Linked DNA regions of Siniperca chuatsi: region 1 is linked to region 2. A link is a contact called in public Hi-C data. All regions are on one chromosome and are shown on one strand. The core of a region is the stretch at or near the end of the contact, and the rest is flanking DNA. Distances in the headings are between cores, read along the strand shown.

Region 1 (7,122 bases), core at 1,596-4,095, 58 kb after region 2:
AGGTGTAATAAATACTGATCTAATCACAGGTTATAAATGCTACCTGGTAATCATAGATAGTGGTAATTCTCTCCATCAATCTATGAAACCACTGATTTATACTTGTGCAGTTGTTTGATAATAGAAACAGAATGACGTGTCAATGACAGCACCTGTATTGTATAATTAAATTTACATTCATTGTTATTAAGATAAACACGAGACGTGACACTTTTCATAGAGCTCACTTTTCTTTGTCCAGACTAGATTAAAATTAATGTTTTTTTCCTTTTTTTTGTGAATATGATTGATAACAGAGAGGCTGTTTTTTCATGCAATGAGACATGAACAGAAAATAATCACTGAATGGTTGCTGGAGAGGAGACTTGTAAAGAAAGAAAGGGGGGAAAAACAGAGAATTACCAGGTGCTCAGACTGAAAAAAACACTGCGTGAAAAAAAGTTGCTGCCTTGTGTGGGGAGATAACATATGATCAAGGAAGACTGGCTTGAGTAATAGATCAACAAGTTTGAAGATCAAAATGCTGCACAGAGATTTATGTTCCTATGATACAAGATATTACAAGTCTGGAAGTTATCACCGTGACAATCATTTTATCTTTTTATCAATCTTGATTATCATGACATCATTGCCAGGAATGTGCCCTTTGGCGTATTTGATTGGCCAACAGTGATCTGTTGAGTGATTCCTGGTTATATTTCTGTGGTCTGAATGATTTTCTCTGACAGAGAGCATGTTTCAGATGAAACATTCAGATGATTCAGTGACACCAGGGATTCTTAAGCATTTGACAGATCATTTGATGTATGGACTTTGAGAGATGCTTTTTACAAATTTTACCTCGAGTTTATTTCCTCAGAGGCAGCAAACACGTTACATGAGCAGTAAGAAACTCCTGCAGGTTAAACTGAGTTTCCTTAACACTTTTAGGGCTGACAAGCTAATAGCTTAGCATCATTTAGACTACAAAAAACCCATAATGCAACACTCTTAATTAATGTAACATAATGTCTGGGCCAATACATGTTCCTTTCAAAGAGAACATCTGCTGTTGCAAATATGTAAACGTCTCATCTTTGACCCCCACTTTTTCAAATATAATATCCAGAAAAAAATATTGTCTTATTGGGCCAATACAGTATTTGCATTTAGCCAGCTTCCACTCTGAACCACTCGCACACTTTACTCTACTGTTACTGTATCACTGAACTTTGATAACGTGGTTCAGATTTGGTTTGGTCAAAATGTACATTCATTGTCAAGAAAAGCTATTAAAAAAGCAAAGTACTATATTAGATTTGAAACAATATATCTATTTCATGTAATTCCCTGGATTATTATGAAGAGAGAGAGAGAGAGAGACAGAGACAGAAACAGAGAGAGAGAGAGAGAGAGAGAGACTTACACGCTAAAACTTGGCATCTGCTGTGCCAACTCCTCACACTTGGGGTTTCTGTTTAGATGGGCTCACAGCCAGAGGACACATGCACACACGTACTGTACACAGTGAACTGTTGCTCAACGGGCTGTTACAAGAAAGCCTCTGGGCTGTGTGTGTGTGTGTGTGTGTCAGATTAGCAGAACAGCAAGATTCAGTTCCTCGATGACAAAGCATTTCCATCAGTCGGTGGTTAGGAGGTCAAAGGTGAGAGATTGCAGAGGCCAGACAAAAGTCCCTGTGACCTCAGTGACCATGTTAGAGAGAAGAATATCTGAGAGGAGGGGAGCTGAGTAGGGAGAGGTCTTGGGTGTTAAAAAAAGCCTGTGGTCCTGATACTCCAAATCATGCACACAGTTATGTTTATATTACTTTGGGTGTCTACATATCTGGAGGTATGAACACGTGCAGATGTGTGAGGGCATGTTGAGTTGCACAGCTAAAGTTTTGGGCTGGACCAACCCTACACAACCCTGGTCAAACCCTACACTCCTCCGCTGCCTCTGGATGATTGGTCAGAGCACGCTGTAGTCGCTCATCTCAGTCAAGGCTCTTCTCTGTTCTGGTCCCACAGTAGTGAGTTGCCCACGGTTGTTTAACACTTACCGCTGTTTTAAACAGATTTCCAGATTCCTCAAAGTCTCAAATCAAGACTCTGTTTCCTATCCAGGTAGCCACTGGCTACGATCATGGTTTGAATTAAGAAACAGAGTTGAGACTTGGGAGACTAGTTAAAAAACCAATGCCTACCATTGGAACTCGAATGTAATGTTATTACATGAGAGGCACAAAATGGGGCTAGAATGCACTTATTGTAAGATGCTTTGGACAAGAAGGGTCTTTTAAATTAATGTAAATAAATTCAATTCTTTTGATAATTTTGACCTTAACTGAGAGTTGACAACAATCAGAACATTGCCCAGTTTTGGCTATAATAAAATTATTAATGAAGTGTAAGTGAGGACAAAGCAGAAGGCTCCTCCCAGTCTACTGTGATGGATTATCTTGCTCTGTGTAAAAAAAAAAAAAAAAATGACATCCTCAACTCCAGAGAAAACCTGCACTGTTGACACTGAGTTCAAAAGCACAGCTGTTATCCATACAGATCGTACAGAGTGACATCCACTGTGGTCAGAACAGGCTTCAGCTCCTTGATGTACAAAACAAACAAACCCAAAGTAAAGACTGAGAGATCAGCTCCCACTGTTTACCTGAGCAGACCACATGATCCGCTGCATCTTCCCAGAACAGGTCAGACCGAGCCGACCTTGTCCTTCAATTTACCTGAGTAAACACACACACACACACGTCTCTGTGACACTTCATGAGGTTTGAGCCTGCGACCCTTCAGTCACAAGTCTGTGTGAGTGGCAGCATCACTGACACAGACACACACACACACACACATAAGCATTTTCCCTTGGAGTCCTGAGGGGTTTTAGTCTCATCAGCAGTCTGTCTGTAGGAGTGTGTGTGTGTGTGTGTGTGTGTGTGTGTGAGACCATCCATTTAACAGGCATTTCCAAAGAGCGGATGTATTGACATACATGGCCTCTGTAAAACAAACACACACACTCTCTCACACAGCAGCTAGGCTTCTCTGCTAATAACTAACAGGCTGACAGGGACGATGTAGTGTTTTGCATGATAATAATCTAACTGTTTAGTCTGCTGCATGTTTGCGCCTCACACCCTCTTGTGGAGATCCCTTTGCTTTTACATTAATTTTGTTTCAGCATGCCATTTAGCAAAATTACAAAGAGTGAATTTGAACAGTATGAACTTGACCATTGGCCCACTTCAGGCAGAGCTGTGAGCTGTGTGGTGCAAACACTTTCATCAGTCTTCATCAGAGTAGCAACTACATTTTTCTGCCCTGTCTTCATTGTGGATGTAAAACGCCTCAATCAACCCAAACTGTGCAGGTCAAAGGTCATTAGACACAGCAATACGGATTATTGTATGTACAAGTCAGACAACACAGGAAAGTGCATAAAGATTCATTTAATCTGTGTAAACTGGTTTATTAGAGAGCTGAGTAAACATTGTAATGAAAACATTACATGGATTGTCCCTTTTTGTATGAGATTTGTCTACTTTTTAGCTGTTGTCATGGTATCAGCAAGGTGGTTTGCTGGTCCGCCACTTTAATGACGTCAGAATCAGAATCAGAATCAGAAATACTTTATTGATCCCCGAGGGGAAACTCTTTTGTTACAGCAGCTCACTGTCACGTCAGTGCACACGGGAATCGAAGTTGTAAGCAAATCATTACAATGACATTATCATACAGAATCAGAATCAGAAATACTTTATTGATCCCTGAGGGGAAACTCTGGGATAAATTAAGTACAAAGTGGATATAAGTATAAAATTAAAATAAGTGTAAAGTACAAAGTGGATTTACCGGTTGATGATAAGTATGCACGGTATGATAATACCTCAAAAACAATAGGATGGATTGAAATTTGGGTTCCATTCAAAACATTTTCGATTCATCATCAACATTGGTGTTCCCCAGAGGATGAATCCCAGTGATTTTGGTGATCCACCAACTTTTCATCTAGCACCACCAGCATGTCAAAATGTGCACTTGTTCTTCAGTTCATGACAGGATGCCTCTAAATCTAATGACCACATTCCCATCAGCTTCAGCTGTTCTTTGAGATTAATGCTAACATGCTAAAAATGAACATGTTACGATGCTAAGGTTAGGATGTTGACATTTAGCAGTGATTAGCATGCATTTTAACATGCTAACTGTAGGCATGTTTACATTCTAACGTAATAACAATTAACATGTTAATGCTATATTTTCAGCAGCTTTTTAAAAAAATCTATATTTTTTCAGCCTTTACCGTACAGCCCAGTTGCATTCATGCTTTCATTAACAAGCCAACTTTCTCTCACAACCATTGTACACTCATGCAGTCTGAAAATAGGAAGTGTCTAGATGGTAACCCTGGAATTGTGAAACTCTCCCGAGATTCGTGCGCGTTATTTCTTCACTGTGCGTATTCCTAAACTTAACCAAGTAGTTGTGTTGCCTAAACCTAAATCTCGCGAGAGTTTCTGTAAATCCAGGGTTTCCATCTAGACAGGACTGTGTACAATAGGGATTTGATAGAAGCTCTAAATGAAGCAACTCAGGAATCATTAGCCTTGGTTTGCAGGTTAAATTGTTATGTTATACTGGATTGTGTGATAAATCACAGAGAGGCAGAGGAGACAGAACAGAGTTCAAGCCAAGGAATTTTCAAATGTTTAGAAAGTGATCCATAAATGCTAGTGTGGACACACAAGCGGAATTTTCAAATGTATCCACATTATTATGACTTTGAGTATGTTTTAATGAGTTTACATTACATGTGATATTTAAAAGAGTAAAAGATTTATCAGAATGATATAAAACTATTAGTTGGTTTTGGCTTTGGCTTTTTATGAACTATGAACTGATTCATTGGTATAAAGCGGCTTTTGACACAGTCACATTCATTCAAAACTTTATTCAGCTGTTCTGAGCAAACAAATACAAAGTTTGTTATACACAGTTCAATCTTTGTTACACCAAATGGTCAAAAGTATATGGACAGGGAAGTCCACAAAGTACTTTTTTTGTGCTGTTATTCTGGGTCTGTTTTTCGTGGTTTGAACCAGATTCCTTATTTCTGATCAGGGGCGTAGGACTTGGGGGACAAACAGGACTGAGCATGCAGAGCCCTCATGTGAGGAGGGTCCATTAAGATACTAGAATGAATAGCTGTGTATGCTGGGAGGGGCCCATAGAGAATGCCTATGTACAGGGTCCAGAAATATGTGCTATACCCCTGGTTCCAATGAAGGGAAATCTTATTGTTACAGCATACAATGACATTTTAGACAATAATGCACTTCCAACTAAGTGTCAACAGCTTGAGGAAGGCCCTTTCCTGTTTCAACATGACAATGCCCCCGTGCACAAAGCCAGGTCAATTAAGAAATGGTTTTCCCAGTTTGATATGGAAGACCTAGACTGGCCTGCACAGATCCCTGACCTCAACCCCATCAAACACCTTTGGGATGAACTGGAACAACCAACTGTGAGCCAGACCTTATCACTCAACATCAGTGTCTGACCTCACTGATGCTCTTGTGGCTAAATGGGAGCAAATCCCTTCAGCCAGGTTCAACGTCTGGTTAAAGTGTTATTTTATCTGGTGGAAAGCCTGAAACCAGAAGAGTGGAGGCTGTTAGAGCAGCAGATTAATGCCCATGTTTAACAGTCACGTATGGCTGGAATGTTCGGGTGTCCACTTACTTTTGGCCATATGCTGCATCTCAGAGGAGAACTCATTCTCTTTCTCATTTCTGCTCTCTCTCTTTTTCTCTATCTCTCTCACACACACACATACACCCAGTGTGAAACCCCACAGGGATGTACTTACCAACTAAAAACAGGAAGTTGCTCACATCCCACCGCACATTCCACATCCCCACACACACACACTCACACTCGCACACTCACACACACACACAAAGGAAAAAACGAGGGAGGGATGGACAGATGAGAGAGAGAAAAAGGAAACACCAAACCACCCGTTTAACGCTCAGTGTTCAAGAATGAATGGAATATTGTTTGTGTCACTCAACACTCGCTCTTCATTGGCTGAGAGGAATCCCGTGGGCGGTGAAGAATGCCGTGATGGGCTGGAAAGGAACGCCAGGGCCGTTTGAATTGGATGAGGTTCAAGGTGCTGCGTAATTTAATATCAGAGTAACAAACAGGCCCCTTCCTCTTCTCTTGTCAGGGATAAAAAAAAAAAATAGATTTTCTTACGAGAAGGCTGGCAAACCGGATCCACCCGCTGATTTTCTGATTTTTTTTGTTCATTCATTTAAGTCAAAATAGGCTTACAACAGACTGAGTCATCGGATATTTTTCAAGATAAGTCACATTTTTCTAACCACAATACAAGGAAGGTACAATTACGCATTGTGTTCAATTTAAGATTAAACAAGATGACAAAAAGACTGCAGGAAAGACAAATAGATAGCATAACATAAGTAATCAAACATTTTTTGGCTCAGTTTTGGTTTTTTAAAAGTTGATATAGACACAGGTCAGTGAATGAATAAATTAACTTTTATTAATTCACTTTCAATTCTAACATTAATTTCTAAAAGACAAATGCATAAAAAGACCCTTTGAGGAGACAAACTAAAGTGAGAGATGTGAAAATCAGATGATTTGGAGCAGAAAAACAGTGAGAAAAGGAGACATACAAGGAGAAGAGGAACGAGGGAAGGAAAGGAGAAGAAGAGAAGGAGAGACAGAAGAAAGGATGGACAAAGTAAGTATGAGAGAGGATGTAGAAAGAAACTAGGAAGTGAAAAAAGACACCTAAAAAGGATTAGCGTTAGAAAGGATGTAGAAAACCAAGTAAGAGTTAGGGAAAGGAAAGTGAGCGAGTAGAAAAGGAAAGGAATTAAGGAAATAAGTGATGACAAAACATAATTAATGGAGGAAAAGGAGACATATAAAGAGAAGAGTGAAAAATAGCAGCGCGCACAGCTTAATCACTGTTATTGTGTGCACGGTCGTAACAAGGATCAAAACAAACAGAATGCCGGCACTCACCGATAAATTGGTGTTTATTGTGGGACGCTGATGATGGCTTCTAGCTGAAACACGTTCAGTTTCGCCC
Region 2 (6,110 bases), core at 273-2,772:
TCACCAGCCTTTTGTTATGTGAACCAGACTTCATGCATTTTTTAAACCATTTTTAACATAAATTAGCAGTGACTATTAATGCAAGAATAGATATGAAAAATAATATAGCAGTTGTAAATATATAATATGCCTTTATATATACATTTGTTGGTTATCAGATGACCACCAACTGGACCTTCTCATGTGAAAATATTACATTAAATGGGCGTGTGAGTATATAAATATAAATATAAATGAAGACTGTGATCTCCTATTTCAAGATTCCTTTCTGAGAATTTACGTGAACCGAGGCTGACTCGCACACTGACTGGGCGACGCCTCTGCACGTGTACCGGCGAATCGTTGTCCGTTACGTAACGTGCAAGTGCAGAAGCAACACGGGGCAGAGGCAGCAGGGAGGGCTGCGGTGTCTGAGTGGGGCTGTTTGGAGTTCATTCATCTCAGTCCACAGTCCTTTCACCCACATACTACTATATATATATATATATATATATATATGTGTGTGTGTGTGTTTGCATTTCATCTGTTTTATTTTCATGTGAACTGTCTATGAAAGTGATTTAGGCCTATTTATGTTTCATTTAGTTTCAGTTGTTTTTTTTTTTTATTGTTTAACAGAAAAAAGTGCAAAAATGTGCGGGGCGGCGGTGGAGTGGGGTGCATGTTTTTCTTTAAACGTATGTGGATGACAGTTCGAGATAGTTTGTGGTTGTAGTAGTAGCAGCTTCCAGTAGTAGGAGGAGGAGTTGGGGATAGATGGATGGATGGTGAAATACCCTTGCAAGAGTTGGAAGTGGAGGACAACGTGGCTCTGAAAGCATTCAGCCTGTCTGTCTGCCTGTCTCTCAGTCATAATACTACAATTAAAGGTAGAGAGGCGGAGAAAACATAGGCTACTGTAAGCCCCCCTGCCTGTACCACGCCGCAAGAATCCCAAAGAGGCTTACTGTTCCCACTACATTCCCCACTAATGACTGAGAAGGTTAGTTTATAATCTGTGCGATGAATCACACATGCATCTGAACACAGACTACTGACCCTGAACGCATCGCATACTATTCTTTTTTTTGATTAACCTACTTTTTTAAAAAATTAGCCTAATAAAATAACAATTGAAAGAGTTTTAAATTGTCTTCGCTGTTCCACTCGAAATGACGCCCCGAGGCGAGACAGACAGACAAGCAGGCAGACAGGGAGTGAGACAGCCGGCATCACCTCACGATCCACGTGTGATCTATCCTAACTTTTACCCGCCACCATTTTCCTGGAATTCCAGCCTGCGCTGTATCACTCCGCCGGCAAGACAGCATAGACCCCGACTTCAATGCAAAATCAACCAGAATCGCCGTCGCCCCAGCTTTTTCCGCCAGTACTTGATCGCACCGGCAACCGACGGCGGATATACAGGCGATAGGTTGGGTTGCCGTTAACGACCCGTTGTCGGTTTTTACGTTTTGGCGCGATTTTGGTCCTTGGCGGAAGGACACCGGTGAGTAGCAGATATATAAACCGAGCGACCCCGACGGCCACACCTACTCTGTCTGCTAGTAGCGGAGAAGAAGAAGCTAGTCAGGAGAAAAACATCATGCTTCCCTGCTCTAACTTTAATTTTACTCGCAGAAAATCCCACTTCAGCAGATAACTCTAGTTTTATACCTCTCTCTGTGGATTTTATTGGATATTTTGAACGTTTCCTCGATTTCTCATCATTTTAAATTTCCCCTCTGTAAGGACAGTTGAATGTAAGTAAGGAAGCTGCATGCGGGTGAATTGGGGCTACCTAATGTAATCTAATTTACACATGGGGCGTTTAAGTCATCTCATGGCTGGGTGTTAAATCGTGCTTTTGTGCATTTCTTTATTGTAACTTTGCGTTTCATGTATTTAAAGTGTTAAATTAAAGAAAAAGAATGCCGGTTCCACGTGGAGACCCAGAGTTGCTCAACCCATGCCGGGTTTAAATGACCCTCAAAGCGGGTTAACCTTTGGATTTTTTTCTGGTGCATCGACTGACTTCTTTCACACTGCTGAATTTGGTCAGATTCATGACATGTTGCATGTTGAGGTTTTTAGCAAATGACTAAATGTGCTGTTTGAAATCTGATTAAAAATCTGTAAAAATTAAAAAAAATAAAATAAAAATCTGGTGTAAAAGCATGCAGTCGATGCGACCTAACAGGAAATATTGAAGCTTCAGCGGATCTGCATTCAAAACCTCCATTTAGAAATTGGGTTTTTATTTATTTTTTTATTCTTTAGTTGTTCAGTTGCTGTACTTAAACGCCTGTAGTCTTAGAGAATGGCATGCATTCATGTGTGTGTGTGTGTGTGGGGTGGGGAAACTCATTTAGCGTTATGTTGAGTGGGGGAAATGTGATCATAAACACTATTAATTACTTATTTTTACGGTCACGGTGCAGACCGGGCTGTATTTAAGTTTTGGCTCAGGTTTCCCCAGGCTGTGATGGTAAAGAAAGGCAGCCTTTAACTCCCAGAGCCTGTCTGCACCACACACACTGCTGCTTTGTTCTCCAACACAGCCTGCTATACATACACATACCATGAGACCCCATAGGAATATTGGATTTTTTTCCCCACTAAGTAGGACTGCTTCTCCATCTGTTCCACTTTGAGTTACGTTTGTTTAATCACAAGACTGATTTTTGTAGCATTTTGCAGTAATTTAAAGTTTTTATGGTGAATAAGTGGTTTACAAAAACCAAGCATGTCCTAACTGATTAGTGGTATCATACAATATCCTTGGGGCTTTTTAAATGATAACTATCCAGACTTTGTGCTAAGCAGAGTAGGTTTTGTATTCTCTGGAAGAAGTTGTAAGATTTGTCGTGTGTGTGTGTGTGTGTGTGTGTGTGTGTGTGTGTGTGTGTGAGAAACAGCAGCAGAGGTTTTAAGTGTCTAGTAACAAAAAGGAAACAAAAGCCACTCGTCCCTCCTCTTAAGGTTTTGGGCTCGATTTGCGGTTGTTTTTTATTAACTTTCTGAGAAGGAAAATGTAAATTGCGCAGAGAGGTGTAAAGTTTCTACCCCGGTCTCTCCCAGCTGTTCCTGTGACGTCACGGGGAGGGGCGTGTTAAATCCTTTTAGGTGGTTTACGGCCTCTGGGGGAGCAGCGGGGCGGGGCTACGGTGATGTAAACACAGATAAAAGGTGGCACGCTGCCGTCGGGGTCTCAATCTGAAGAAACTGGTTTAAACTTTCACTACAACACGTGCTGCTGCTGCTGGGATTTACCCTGTTCAACTCTGACAGGCGCTGCTTTAAACACACTACTGGCTTAGCGTATCTGGATTTAAACCTAATAAGCTCCACTACCTCTGTTATTTAGTTTTTTGTCCTGGTTTTTGTTGTTGTTCTCCCAGATTCTGCGATCAAACATGTTGCAAAGCTTCGCTCAGTCGCAGGATTGGCTTTACTCCGAGCCGCTGCTGTTTGACGATGAGTTCTGCCAGAGTTTGATGAAGGACCTCCAGTCGCTGCCGACACCACCGCAGTCCCCCCCCATGAAGGCCGGGGTAGGCGGGAGTAAGCCCCTGTCCAAGGAGGACCAACTGAGCTATGTGTCGGACATACTGCTGGAGGATCACGACATGCAGCTCAACTGGAACTACGACTTCTTCCACTCTGATGCTTCTGAGAAGGAGGGCGAGGCCATCCAGCCCTGCTCCCCCCTGGAGGAGAGCGGCGAGGACTGCCTGTGGCAGAGCTTGGAAGAGAAGCTGGTCTCCTCAATGCTCGGCTCTAGCCCGCTGCTGTCTGACATCAACACCAGCATCTTTGAGGAGATCGCCGGCTCCACGCTGGACTGCCAGAACCTGATGGACACTCAGGAGCCCAGCGAGGCCACATCAGACTACGGATCAACGGGTGGCGAGATGTCCAACTATTCATCCAGTGACTCTGGTGAGTTCAGACGCTAATCTCCATTTTACATTAATGATTTTCACCCATATGAAAGTTTAGCCAGAATGTTTGGACTTTTTGTTGTGAGTCTTTAATCTTTGATCTCTTTTGGGATCATATTTCATCTTTTTAAAAATGATTTTGGTTTTTTGTTGATGTGTGATAGTCATCAAAGTTTAATCTCATTCCTGCCTTGTTATTGTGCAGCTTATCAGTATAAACACTCATGGCCAAGAACCGCTTCACTGGCATTTCATTGATAATTCACTGTTAATGTTTAGTGGCACTGAACCCAACTTGTTCTTTGCACTCAGCTTATCTGTACGCCAACCGCCCACCTGTAATCTTCAGAAGCCTTTAATACTCGAGGATGTTGTTGCAGCGTGGGCAGGGTTTTAGCTGTTGACTCTCATGAGTAGATGAGAGGTTTTAGGAGAGAGAGTTGACTGTAAGGGTGTGTGTATGTGTGTGAGTGACTCATGTTTAGTGGTAACAGTTGCGGCTCCATCCATTAACTTGCAATGAGTCATTTCACTGACTCGAGCCCTCTGGCATCTCTTGCTATAAGCCAGAGAGCAAGAGGCAGACTGGCATTGAATTCTCTTGAGGATTACTCATTGTTAAAACACTAATTATATCAAACACATTTTGGCTTTGTTATAATAGTTTTTGAATAAACATAACTATGTATATATTTTTTAACATTAAATAGCTTTTCATGCTCCAGTTTCACTTGAAATACTTTATTGTACATTTCAGAGCACCAAAACTGTAACTGCTGTTTAAACATGTAACTGTTGCTGTAATCCTGAGCTGCCTTCACTCATCAACAGCGTTACAGTTGTAAGCTTCTGCACGTGGCTGTTTTTACAGTAGAAGAAAAGATTTTCACCACTGACTGGTTTCCTGTGTGAGTGAGCCATGCACACACACTGGCGTGCTGTGTACAGTGTCTACACTCTTGTTTTTGGTGTCACGTCTTCACAGAGCAGATAAAATTACCACATGGGTCAGAAAACAAGGTTGTGCCAGAAAACTCATCTAACCCCCCCCTCCTTTCTTCTTCTCTTCTCTCTGACAGAGGAGGAGATTGATGTGGTGACAGTGGTGCGCTGTTCCTCCAGTCCCTCCCCTCTGCCCTCACTGGCTGACCTGTCTGTCCGTCAGCAGAAGCAGGAAGAGGAGCAGCGAGTTCTTCAGCGTCACCACTTTGAGATCCAGCTGCAACACAACTATGCAGCGCCCTGTCCTGCCTCACCGCCACCTTCATCCTCTTCCTCCTCCAACAAACGCTCGAGAGGGAGCGACGGCTCATCGCGCTCTCACCACTCTTCTCGCAGCTCTTCTTCATCATCATCCTCGTCCCGGTACCATCACCACTCGTCCCGGAACTCAACAGAGACGGAGGATGAGGAGGAGCGGCGGCGGACACACAACGTGATGGAGCGGCAGCGGCGCAACGAGCTGAAGAACTGCTTTATGCGCCTGCGTGACAATGTGCCCGAGCTGTCGCACAATGACAAGGCGTCCAAGGTGGTGATCCTGAAGAAGGCCCGAGACTGTATCTACGGCCTGGAGGACGAGGGCCACAGACTGCAATCCAAGAGGGACAAACTTAGAACCAAACAGGAAGAGCTGAAAGCCAGGCTGGAGCAGCTTCGCAGCTAATGGACCAGGGGGAAACCATCGGCTGCATTTTTAGGTGTTTTAGAGACGATGTGGGGGGGCGAGGGGGGATAAGGGAAGAGACTTTGTACAGACAGAGGGATGGGCGGGGGTGGCGTGTCATGCTGAAAAGAACGCACAAAGTTTTTCATTTCAAGGACTTTATGGTAACAATAGCTCTGGAGTGAGTGTATATACTCATACTTGCAACTGTTGCCATGGACAAACACAACACACTCATTGCCTCAGAATTGATCATTCTCATGCCTTGACTGCTGACTGTTGTAGAGAGTAAGACGTTTTTTAAAGTTGAAAGGAGGACGGAGCGAGCAGATAGTGTTTTTAGTTTGGCTGGACTCACACTGAAAAACGAATACCTTTTTTGTTATTGTTTTTCTTTATTTCATCCCAATTGGGAATCTTTACTTTGGGGATGCCAAATGGCACAGGTGAAATGCCACGAGGCGTGACGTTGGGTCAAATAACTGGAAGCCACATCAGCTCAGTAGTTAAATGAAACTTGA

The links. A called contact is a pair of places that touch in the nucleus more often than the background predicts.
Region 1: a Hi-C map of liver shows a contact between it and region 2, with 2.2 times the contacts expected there. The contact joins the enhancer-like site here to the promoter of mych in region 2. A contact is called at or near these places in 3 of 3 Hi-C or Micro-C datasets (liver, skeletal muscle and an unstated tissue).

The regions. Positions count from the first base shown.
Region 1 is chrLG2:5,774,951-5,782,072 of ASM2008510v1, forward strand. No RefSeq gene overlaps it. Among protein-coding and RNA genes, the nearest start is that of LOC122882515, 14 kb to the left of the region's middle. Within about 2 kb of position 2,846, the one cell type or tissue checked has an H3K27ac peak away from gene starts, as active enhancers do. A contact at or near this core is called in liver, where this site is marked.
Region 2 is chrLG2:5,718,323-5,724,432 of ASM2008510v1, forward strand. mych (myelocytomatosis oncogene homolog) reads left to right here and starts at 1,523. Exons shown (of 3, transcript XM_044209986.1): 1 at 1,523-1,742; 2 at 3,381-3,921; 3 at 5,003-6,110. The coding sequence starts at 3,396. The coding sequence ends at 5,589.